3 separate regions of the Hordeum vulgare genome follow, and regions 1 and 2 are each linked to region 3. A link is a contact called in public Hi-C data. All regions are on one chromosome and are shown on one strand. The core of a region is the stretch at or near the end of the contact, and the rest is flanking DNA. Distances in the headings are between cores, read along the strand shown.

Region 1 (3,209 bases), core at 435-2,934, 360 kb before region 3:
CTAGTCTTTTTTTCTCAGGGTTTTATTTTACTTAACACGAGGACTGCGGGTTGATGTACCAAAAGCAGGAGGTTTTTTTTGCAAAAACGCCACGACGTACGGCAGAAACAATAGCTGCTTTATCATTATAGAAAAAATGCCCGTGCGTTGCAACGGAAGAAAAACTATGAAGTTATGGAGGTGTGATAGATATAAAAAGTATGAATCCAATGCAATAATGACATAAGGATTTTTGAAATGTTATTTCACAAAGTCTATCTGAATGATGTCATGATTAGATAAGGCACTTTTAAAATGTAATTTCAAAAACTAAAAATATGATGCTCATCGCGGCTCGATTTGTTAAGGCATCACCAAAAAATATTTTATGGCTGAGCAAACTGCAAAACACGGAAACCTTTTTTTATCCGACGCGAGGGACTAAATAAAATCATAAAACGACCTCTAGAGGTTTCCTAACAAAACCTTTATGTAAGTGACGGTTAGTTTTGTTCATTATTAACAAATGTGTTTTAATTTTTAGAAACATTTTCTAAAAGTTGATAGACATGTTTTCTAAATTCTTGAATATGCTTTGAATATCGGATCATTTTAAAAAATCATGAACATTTTTTATTTCATGACAAATTATTTGAAATCGTGATTTGTTTTATAATTTGGGAGCAATTTTTAAACTCATGAACATTTTATGACTTACCGAATATTTTTTATTTTCCTACTTTTTTTAAATTGGCAACTTTTAATATTTTTGTTCTTTTAAAATCTGCAATTAATTTAGAGAAGAAAAAACCAAAACAGAAATAAGAAAGTAAAGAAAAAATATTAAACAGGGCGCCCTCATCTGCACATGGGTCAGCTCATGCATAAGAGTGGAAAAAGTCATAAAATGTACTTTGAATATCGGATCATTTTCAAAAAATAATGAACATTTTTTATTTCATGACAATTTATTTGAAATCGTGATTTGTTTTATAATATGTGAGTAATTTTGAACTCATGAACATTTTATGACTTGTCGAATATTTTGTAAATACACAAACAGTTTATCATTTTTCTAGTTTTTTCAAATAGATAACTGTTTAAATTTCTTGTTCTTTTGAAATCTGGAATTAATTTAGAGAAGAAAAAACCAAAACAGAAATAAGAAAGTAAAGAAAGAAATACTAAACAGGGTGTCCTGAGCTGCAGATGGGCCGGCCATGCATAAAAGTGGTAAAGAGGTAGAGAAAAAGTGATGAGAACCAGGATCGAAACTTGGTCTCTAGCATGGAGGATTGCAACTCTGTCTATCGGTGTGCTAGTTTTCTGTTAGTCGTTTTTTAATATATCAGTCGTTTGAAAACATAACATGGGAGGACGATTTTGAAATCTGAAAAACAAATTGTTTTTGTACTTATGGATGGCATTGGTGGATAATTTTTATCAAATTTAGGGATAATTTTAATTACGGACGATAAAAGCAATAGATGCTTTATTATTATTAGAAAGAGATTAGGCAAAGATAATTGTTTTATTTTTATTTTTAAAATTGTTTTTACACGCATGACCCCACCTGTCATTGGGGGGGGGGGGGGGGGTAGTGATAGGGGGGATTAGCCCCCTCACTCATCAGATGGGGGCCGGATGAGCCGGCCGTGCGGGTGGGATCACGGAGGCACGCTTGGGAGCGATGGGTGTGGCTGCGGACGGGGCCACGCCCCGGCTGGCACGGGGCAACGGCGGCGGCCAGCACCGGTGGTCGGAGGCGGTCGAGGCACGACACGGAGGGGCACGGGTAGGGGCGGCTGCGGGCGGCGCGCGGCCGACTGGAGCAAGCAGTTGAAGCAGCAGTAGCACCAAGTAGCAGCCGCAACCACCTGCGGAGGCAAAGCAGCAACTAATGCAGGAGCAAGCGGATGAGGGCGGCCGTAGCGCAGCAGGAGGGAAGGCTGTAAGAGGATGCAGCAACAGCCGGCGGTAGCAAGAGGCGCACACGTGTTGCGGGAGGAGCACGAGGGCGCGACCAGGAGTGGCTGTGAGCGGCGCAAGAGACGACGGGCGCGTAGCCATGCACGGGCGGGCGCGTCCAGGGGCGAGGTCGAGCGAGCAGGAGCGCAGCCAGGCGCGGGCGGGGCGGCTAGGGGCTCATGGCTAGAGGGCGTGCGGGAGCGCACGACGCGACGTCGGGCATGACAACAACGGCAAGCTTCGACCGCGACGAGAACGACGACTACAGACACGAATTCGAGTACTAGGGAGAGGGCTTCCGAGCGTATTCTTACTGGGGAGTACAAGGAAAGCTCGGTGAGGGACGGGAGCAGCAGATCGACGCAAACGTCGATGAAGCTCCGGTGATCGAAGCGGGATGAAAGAGCTCGATCCCGACAAGGCAGGGGCAGAGAGTTCGACCCCATGGTCGTAGACGAAGCAGGGGAGGCAGGCATATCTCCTGGCATAAGATCAGCTGGTGGGGAGCTCGATGGCCACGGCGGTGAGGCAACACATGGTGACGATGGCGTCTGGAGTCAACGAGATCTAGGAGTGGGGCAAATGGGACTAGAGTTTCATCCGCGGGGTGTGGGAGGCCGTTATGCGTTGCAGTGGGGGTGGGGGTGGGAGCTCGTCTTGCCGCCACGCAAGGCATGGAGGGGTCACGACCTGCAGATGGCCGCCATGAGCTCCCTCAGCTCCTGTAGCGAGGAGGGAGATGACCCGGTTGGGCTGGGCCTCCCTTATACACTAAAATGCCCAGTCCAACAGTGTTTTCCTTTTTGTTCGATTTCATTTTCTCTTTTGTTTATTTCTCTCTATTTTTCATTTTAAGTATCTACAAAATGATTTTAGTTACAGCCCAAACTTTTTACATTATACTCCCTCCGTCTTAAAATAACTGTCTTAACTTTGTACTAGCTCTAGTATAAAATTGTACTAAGCTTAAGACACTTATTTTAGGACGGAGGGAGTAACTTTGTAACATAAAGAGTTGCACCAAAAAGTTTCAGGGCATATGGAAAGGTTAAATATTTGTTTAAATTTAAATGACCAATTTAATCATGTTGGTCTAGTGTTAAATAGGTTAAGGACATTTTAGTTACTGAAATGATGGTGCTTAATTAATGAAAATTACTTAGTAAATATCTGCAATGCAACAAACATTTTTGTTCTATTGTTTGAAGAAATAATAATTTGACTTGAGATTTGAATTTGAATTTGACTTGATTTTTATCGAA
Region 2 (3,225 bases), core at 483-2,982, 490 kb before region 3:
GTGTTTCGGGCTAGGCGGGCCTGGGCTTGGGATTTTTGCTTTGGGCTTTGAAAAGCCCGGACAGAACGAGGCCCGGCCCGGTGAATGATCAGGTTTAGGGAGAAGTCATGTCTCACATGCAATTATAGGGAGCTCATATAGGAAGGATGTCAACTCGGTTGCGATAGCACGTGCCCTTGTCAATGGTTCACTTGGAGGTTGTGGCGTTTGATACGGGATGCTCTGCATCAGGTCCATTAGGTCCCTTGTTCTTTGCGCGGAGCTTGGCGCTCCTGGGGCCATTGCCCATGCAGGCCAGAGAGGCGGCGGGTTTTGAGTGCAATTCACGAGTGTGCTCTTGATTCCCCCATGGACTGGCATTATGTAAGAAAGTTAACCTATATGTTGGGAAGAAGGTTTTTTATGATTTTGACCCAGGGGCACCTGCTCAGTGATGGTAGTCCAGAGGCTGTTTCACCACACATAAATGAAGTTTGAACGTGAGTTTTCTGCGCCTGAAGAATGCTGATTGTGGAGTTAAGGGTTGTGCCTCCTTATTTCAATTAGCAGAACTGGTTCCATCCACATGCCCAATGTTTTTAAGGCGGTAAGGCGAGGCAAGGCGCTGGGGGGGGGGGGGGGGGGGGCTCACCGCCTAAGCGCCAAGGCATAATGCAAGGCGGATGCCTTAGAGAGATCTAAGCAGCAGAGTATAGTATAATTTGGTAGGCAACTAGGCAACCTAAGCAGCAGAATATAGTATAATTTGGTAGGATCCCTTGCTGTTGCCTGTTACTGGTTGTTGCTGTACTGGAGAGGAGGAGGAGCTGCTGGAGAGGAGGATGAGAGGCTGCTGGAGAGGAGGAGGAGGAGCCATTGGAGAGGAGGGGGAGGATCTGCTGCAGAGGAGGGAGAGGATCTGCTGCAGAGGAGGATGAGAGGCTGCTGGAGAGGAGGAGGAGCCATTGGAGAGGAGGGGGAGGATCTGCCGGAGAGGATCTGCTGCAGAGGAGGTGCATGTGGATTGGGGGCTGTTTCTCTCTCTCTCTCTCTCTTACCCGTTGGTGCCAACAGTATCTTTGTTTCCCGACTAAAACTGCTCCCCTGCCTGCCTGGCAAGCTCAAGGCGTCCAATATGGGCTAGGGGAGTGATCTGCGCCCGCGTGCCGGTTCAAACTTTCGGCCGGCCGCGCGCGGGCCACATGATCCACTAACCCCCGCGCGTCCGCACTGTTGGATCCGCATGCAACATTTTGATGCGATGCAACAATTTTTTCAACGGTTGCAACAAAAAACAAAATTTATAGCAAAAAAAAAATCTGCGTGATCGTAGCAAAAAAGCGAAGCTGATGGTACGTGATAGCAAAAGTCAAACGTCGGTTGTAGCAAATATTTACATGACGTGTATGCAACTTTTTTAGTGAACGGTTGCAGCAAAACATGATGTCGGTTGTAGCAAAAAATAACACGGTTGTAGCAAAAGTAAAAAACATCGATTGTAACGAAAAATCCGACGAAATGAAGTTGCAACCAAACGTATATGTAGTTTTTTTACTGGGACAAAAAATAGTAAAAGAAATGCTTGCAGCAAAAATGACTCTGGTTGCAACAAATTTAGACGAAAAATGTTGCATCCATTGACCAGCGAAACGCGCGGGTGGAAAAATGTTGCAAGGGCCCGCGCGGGGACGACCGGCCCGTCGGTTCGGCCGGCGCGCGGGTGGAAAACGATTCCCTATGGACTAGGGCGCCAACCTGGATGCCTAAGTAGATGCCTTAAAGCTTAAGGCATGCCTTAAAGCTTAAGGCGGACACCTTAGGTAGGTACATAAGGTGCCTAAGAGCATGGTTAATAGTATAGCCAACTGCTCGCTATAAGCAGTCTTATAGCCTGTCTTATAGCTAGCTTGTACAATAGTTAGCTATAAAATAGTACTACTTTTATCATATATGGTCCACCTTTCATTCTCACAAAGTACCTAGGAGCACGTGCTAGAGCTGGCTCTTCACGAAGATCTCGCTTCTCTTCTCTTTCCTCTTTTCTCTCATCCAACTCAGCAAAAATATAGTATTTTAATTCTTACAGCCTGCTGACTGTACCTTATTGTACTTGCTCTAAGGCAAGGTCGACGCCCTAGGCAACGCCCTCCTTAAAAGGAGTAGGCAGGCCTTTTAACACCACACGCTCATTAGTTTGGTACTCCTTTTGCAGTCTACACCAGAGAGGTGGTCCGAGAGGGCTATTTCATGGTAATAATGGTCGTTCTGGAGGCAGTGGTCAGGGCGGTGCTGGCAAAAGAGGAATGTTTCAAGGCAACGTTCATCCTGGAAACGCTGTCCAGGACGGTGGTGGGCGGGGACAGGGTACAGCCAGAGGGAATGATCGCAGCCGTGTTGTGGCCTCTGTTGCGGATCTTGATGCTGAACTGGAGCAGTATCATGCAGCAGCAGCAGTGAAGCAGAAATGAGGCTCCGATGTATATCATATACTCCCTCTGTCCATAAATAAGTGACGTGGTTTTAGTTTAAATTTAAACTAAAACCACGTCACTTATTTATGGACGGAGGGAGTATATACACACTGTTGCATTATTAGTTTCTGCTTTTTGTCGTCAGGTACCATGTTGAGAAAACTTGGAAGGCATCAACTCAACATTTACATCTGCTGTGCTTTCCATATCCCTACTCGGAGTGCTGGATATGTCGTATTACCTAATTTTGAAAGTGTGTGTTCTCCTGGGTTTTATTTGGATAGTAAGACTACAAAGGGTCAGTTTTTTGGTGGCTTTTTTAAGCTTCTAGAATAAGCTGTCCCTATCCATCTTTATTCTAAAGCCCAACCAAAAATATAGGGGGCAACTTATTTCACCTTATTCTAGAAGGCAGCAAAATAATTGGCTAGTTCTCGTTAAATTAAATTCCTAACTGAATCTTCGGTATGTCGTATTGTCTTGTTTGGATTGTCTAACTGAATCTTTAGATAAAAAAAAACCTGAGTTTTGCAAAAGGACCCGTCTAAGGCTGATCTAGATGATACTCTGTTATGTCAAATCTGATCGTTGAAATTATGTGTCCTGCAACTATATTCAAATGACAAAATCGCTAATATTTGAAATACCTCATTATGAAATTATACATGTATTTATGCATAGAATTACTTTACACGATTATCATGAAATTATTATTTGTTGAAACATTCTTAAGTTATATTCTTAAAGAAGCTGATCAATTAAATACAATATACTA
Region 3 (3,321 bases), core at 44-2,543:
CATGGGTCTCGTCCATAGCAACACTTTCCAAAGAATTCATTATTTGACACCATAAAGTATTATTTTCTCTTTTTGGGACTCGGCATCCCTATGACAACCATACTCTCATGCAGTGACAAGTGAATAGACACTTATCTTGAGAATAACCTATTTAACATGGAAGATACCGTCCACCCCTTGCTGCTTCATGAGCGGTGCGGGCACGCAAAACATAATTTTATTTTGAAAACCAAAGTTGGTACTTGCAAGTTTACTTGGAACGACATAGAAATACCGCATATAGGTTGGTATGGTGGACTCATTGGCACAACTTCGGATTTAGGATTTGGATGCACAAACAACGTTCCCACTTAGTACAAGCGAAGGCTAGCAGATAGATTGAGAAGCGTCCAACCAAGGAACAAAAATCATCATAAGTGAACATTAAACACAAGTAACAACGAATAATGCAACACAAGTAGGATGTAATTTCATAGCATAATTATTGACTTCTTATGCATGCATAGAAAAACACAAGCCTTAAGACCAATATTCTTACTAGAGAAAAATTACTCATCAACACAACTCACATATTATTATCTTCATATCGCAAACTATATTATATTTCCTAATTGGATGCATCATACAAACCGCCATGTTAATCCACATAAGCAAGATTACTATAACCGTTAGATTTAAAAATTAAAATTTAGGATATTTACAGGCACCATTTTTTTTAAAAGAACACACACATTAAAAGTCATGTAGTTACACGTACGAAAAAGCAGTCCCCTTATACAAAAAAGGATTTCTCAACACCAACGTTAAACCAACCAAAAACACCACGTACATTATGAAAAAAATCACGCATTAAAAGAAATATAGCTACACGTGCAAAAAAAGAGTCCTCAACACCACATGCAAGTTAGTTCTAAAACCAAAGTTGTACCTATCGCGTGCAAAAGAAGAAAAAAGAGAATCCACTGTCCCGCGTCAACCATAAATAACACAAACACTCACACATGGATGTTCCAACGAAAACAAAACATAAATATATATATCGGTTTTGTATAATACTTCATCTGTCTTACAATATCTGTCTTAATTTAATGCTACATCTAATATAAAATTGTACTAAGCTTTAGACATTTATTTTAAGACGGAGGAAGTATGTGTGAGCCCAAGTCTCACGCTGTTTTTATTCTTATAATAATAATAATCACATGATTGTTTCTTGGGCCGAACTTGGCGTCTCCTTGCTCCATTGCCATGCACGCGTCCTATCAACATGGGCTGTCATGATCGAGTAGTGCGTCAGTTCTCCATCACTCATATTGTAATGATACAGGTCCCCGCCAATACCTCAAAAAAAATACAAGTCCTCGCCATAAAGTGGAATATTATAAGTAATAAAAAATAGGTTATGAAAGCATATTGTTCTCACAAATTTTAATTTTATTTATTTTATTTATTTTGCTAATACCATCATAGTAGGTGTGAGAAGACCAACACAATCGCATGTATTGAAAGGTATGTGGGAGGTTCTACATCCACGTCTACGAAATAATACCTCCAATGATATTGCTTTTCATGCTAATATAATCGATGATTATATTTTGTTGAACCTGTCAGCATCGGGATATTACAAAATAATTCCTTGAGAATGGATTGTTTTACTTTATACCTAAGATAACCCTCATTGCTTCATACTATTCTACATAAGGAGTCCTTACAATTTTTTTATACTAATAATTATTAGTTCGGTATTGTTGCTCTCTTTGACAGAGTTTATTCCCAACCGGATTTAGTAAAGAATATATTGACAAGTCTATGTTTGTACTTACCAGGGTTTTGTTTTCCTTAACTGCTATAATTTTTCCGGTGATGCATTGGGTGGACTAACCTACACTTTTATCATATTTAATTGGTTTCTTGAAATTGGATGGAAGATTGTTACCATTGTCTTTGTCCCTCTAAATAAATTAATGCACAATCATAGAGTTTTACCTCAAATGTGTAACTATTAGAACTATGGGACATGTTTATTACTCCCTCCGTAAAATAATATAAAAGCGTTTAGATAACTATTTTGGTTATCTAAACACTCTTATATTAGTTTATAGAGGGAGTACACAATAGCATGTGATTGCCAAATTTATAGCAGTAAGCGAATATATTGAACCCATCATGCATGTTTTTTGTGTCTCTTTGACATGGTTTAGCCCTTGGTTTGTAGTATTGAATGTGTAATTTTCAGTTTTGTGATTTTTTCAGCATAGTTTGAGTCTTTTATCACCATTCCAAACATATATAGATTAAAATCTCACATATACTAACTTAAATGTGGGATCCCCTCAGATATCACTTCAAATATTCTTTATGGCTTTGAAGGAACTTAATACTTATTACTAGGTCCTTTGGTACAACCTATTAATTTGATCGATATTTGATGTCATATAAACTTACAAGGCATACCAAATTGGGTATTTGCTCGAGTAGTAAGTTTTTTCCATATGATTAATACTACAAGAAAGACTTAATGACAAATTTTGAACAAATTTTTGATGTTTCAATATATTCAGAATTCTCAAAGATTCATGTAGAATGAATGTCATATAAATACTTTTGGATTTCTGCATGTTTAACGTTCTAGCCCGTGAAGCTGCACGAGTTGATGACTATCTTATATTTACTAATTGGATGCACCATACAAAACTCCATGTTAATCCATATAAGCAAGATTGGTCTAACCGGTAGATTTAAAAATTAATGGTTAGGATATTTCAGGAAACCGTATTTTAGAACAAAAATAACACATCCATTAAAAGTCATGTGCCTACACGTACAAAAAAGGAGTCACCTTATACCAAAAAAAGGATTTTTCAACACCGACGTTTTTTTTTAACATAGTCAAACGCAAGCGCTCATATACACGCGCATACACTCACCTCTATGAACGCACACACGTACACCACACCCATATGAGCACCTTCGAGTGACTAAGCCGGCATATCATCTTGAGATTTACGGAGTCACCGTAGACGCCTCGTCGTCGACCGGAACGTCTCCTCCCACTGAAAACGTATCACCGAAAATCCTGAAATAAAATTCAGAAATAATGCAAGCACCAGGATTTGAACCCTGGTGGTTGAGGATACCATTATCCCTCTAACTATCCAACCACAGATTAGTTTGCTTCTCAACACCGGTGTTAAACCAACGAAAAACACCACGTAACTTCTCACAAAAAAACACCTCGTACATTCTAAAAAACACGCATTAAAAGAAATATAGCTACACGTGGAAAAAAAGAGTCCTCAACACCACATGCAAGTTCGTTCA

The links. Hi-C and Micro-C count contacts between places; a contact is called where the count stands out from the background.
Region 1: a contact with region 3 is called in a Hi-C map of leaf, with 2.2 times the contacts expected there. The contact joins two enhancer-like sites. A contact is called at or near these places in 3 of 6 Hi-C or Micro-C datasets (leaf and seedling).
Region 2: a Hi-C map of seedling shows a contact between it and region 3, with 2.3 times the contacts expected there. The contact joins two enhancer-like sites. A contact is called at or near these places in 2 of 6 Hi-C or Micro-C datasets (leaf and seedling).

Annotation. Positions count from the first base shown.
Region 1 is chr2H:319,789,242-319,792,450 of MorexV3_pseudomolecules_assembly, forward strand. No RefSeq gene overlaps it. Among protein-coding and RNA genes, the nearest start is that of LOC123426174, 160 kb to the left of the region's middle. Within about 2 kb of position 1,685, at least 3 of the 3 cell types and tissues checked have open chromatin away from gene starts, as enhancers often do. A contact at or near this core is called in leaf and seedling, where this site is marked.
Region 2 is chr2H:319,660,294-319,663,518 of MorexV3_pseudomolecules_assembly, forward strand. It overlaps LOC123426174, which reads left to right. Exons shown (of 7, transcript XM_045109949.1): 6 at 2,192-2,456; 7 at 2,596-2,918. The coding sequence ends at 2,447. Among protein-coding and RNA genes, the nearest start is that of LOC123426174, 35 kb to the left of the region's middle. Within about 2 kb of position 1,733, at least 1 of the 3 cell types and tissues checked has open chromatin away from gene starts, as enhancers often do. A contact at or near this core is called in seedling, where this site is marked.
Region 3 is chr2H:320,153,293-320,156,613 of MorexV3_pseudomolecules_assembly, forward strand. No RefSeq gene overlaps it. Among protein-coding and RNA genes, the nearest start is that of LOC123426845, 44 kb to the right of the region's middle. Within about 2 kb of position 1,294, at least 2 of the 3 cell types and tissues checked have open chromatin away from gene starts, as enhancers often do. A contact at or near this core is called in leaf and seedling, where this site is marked.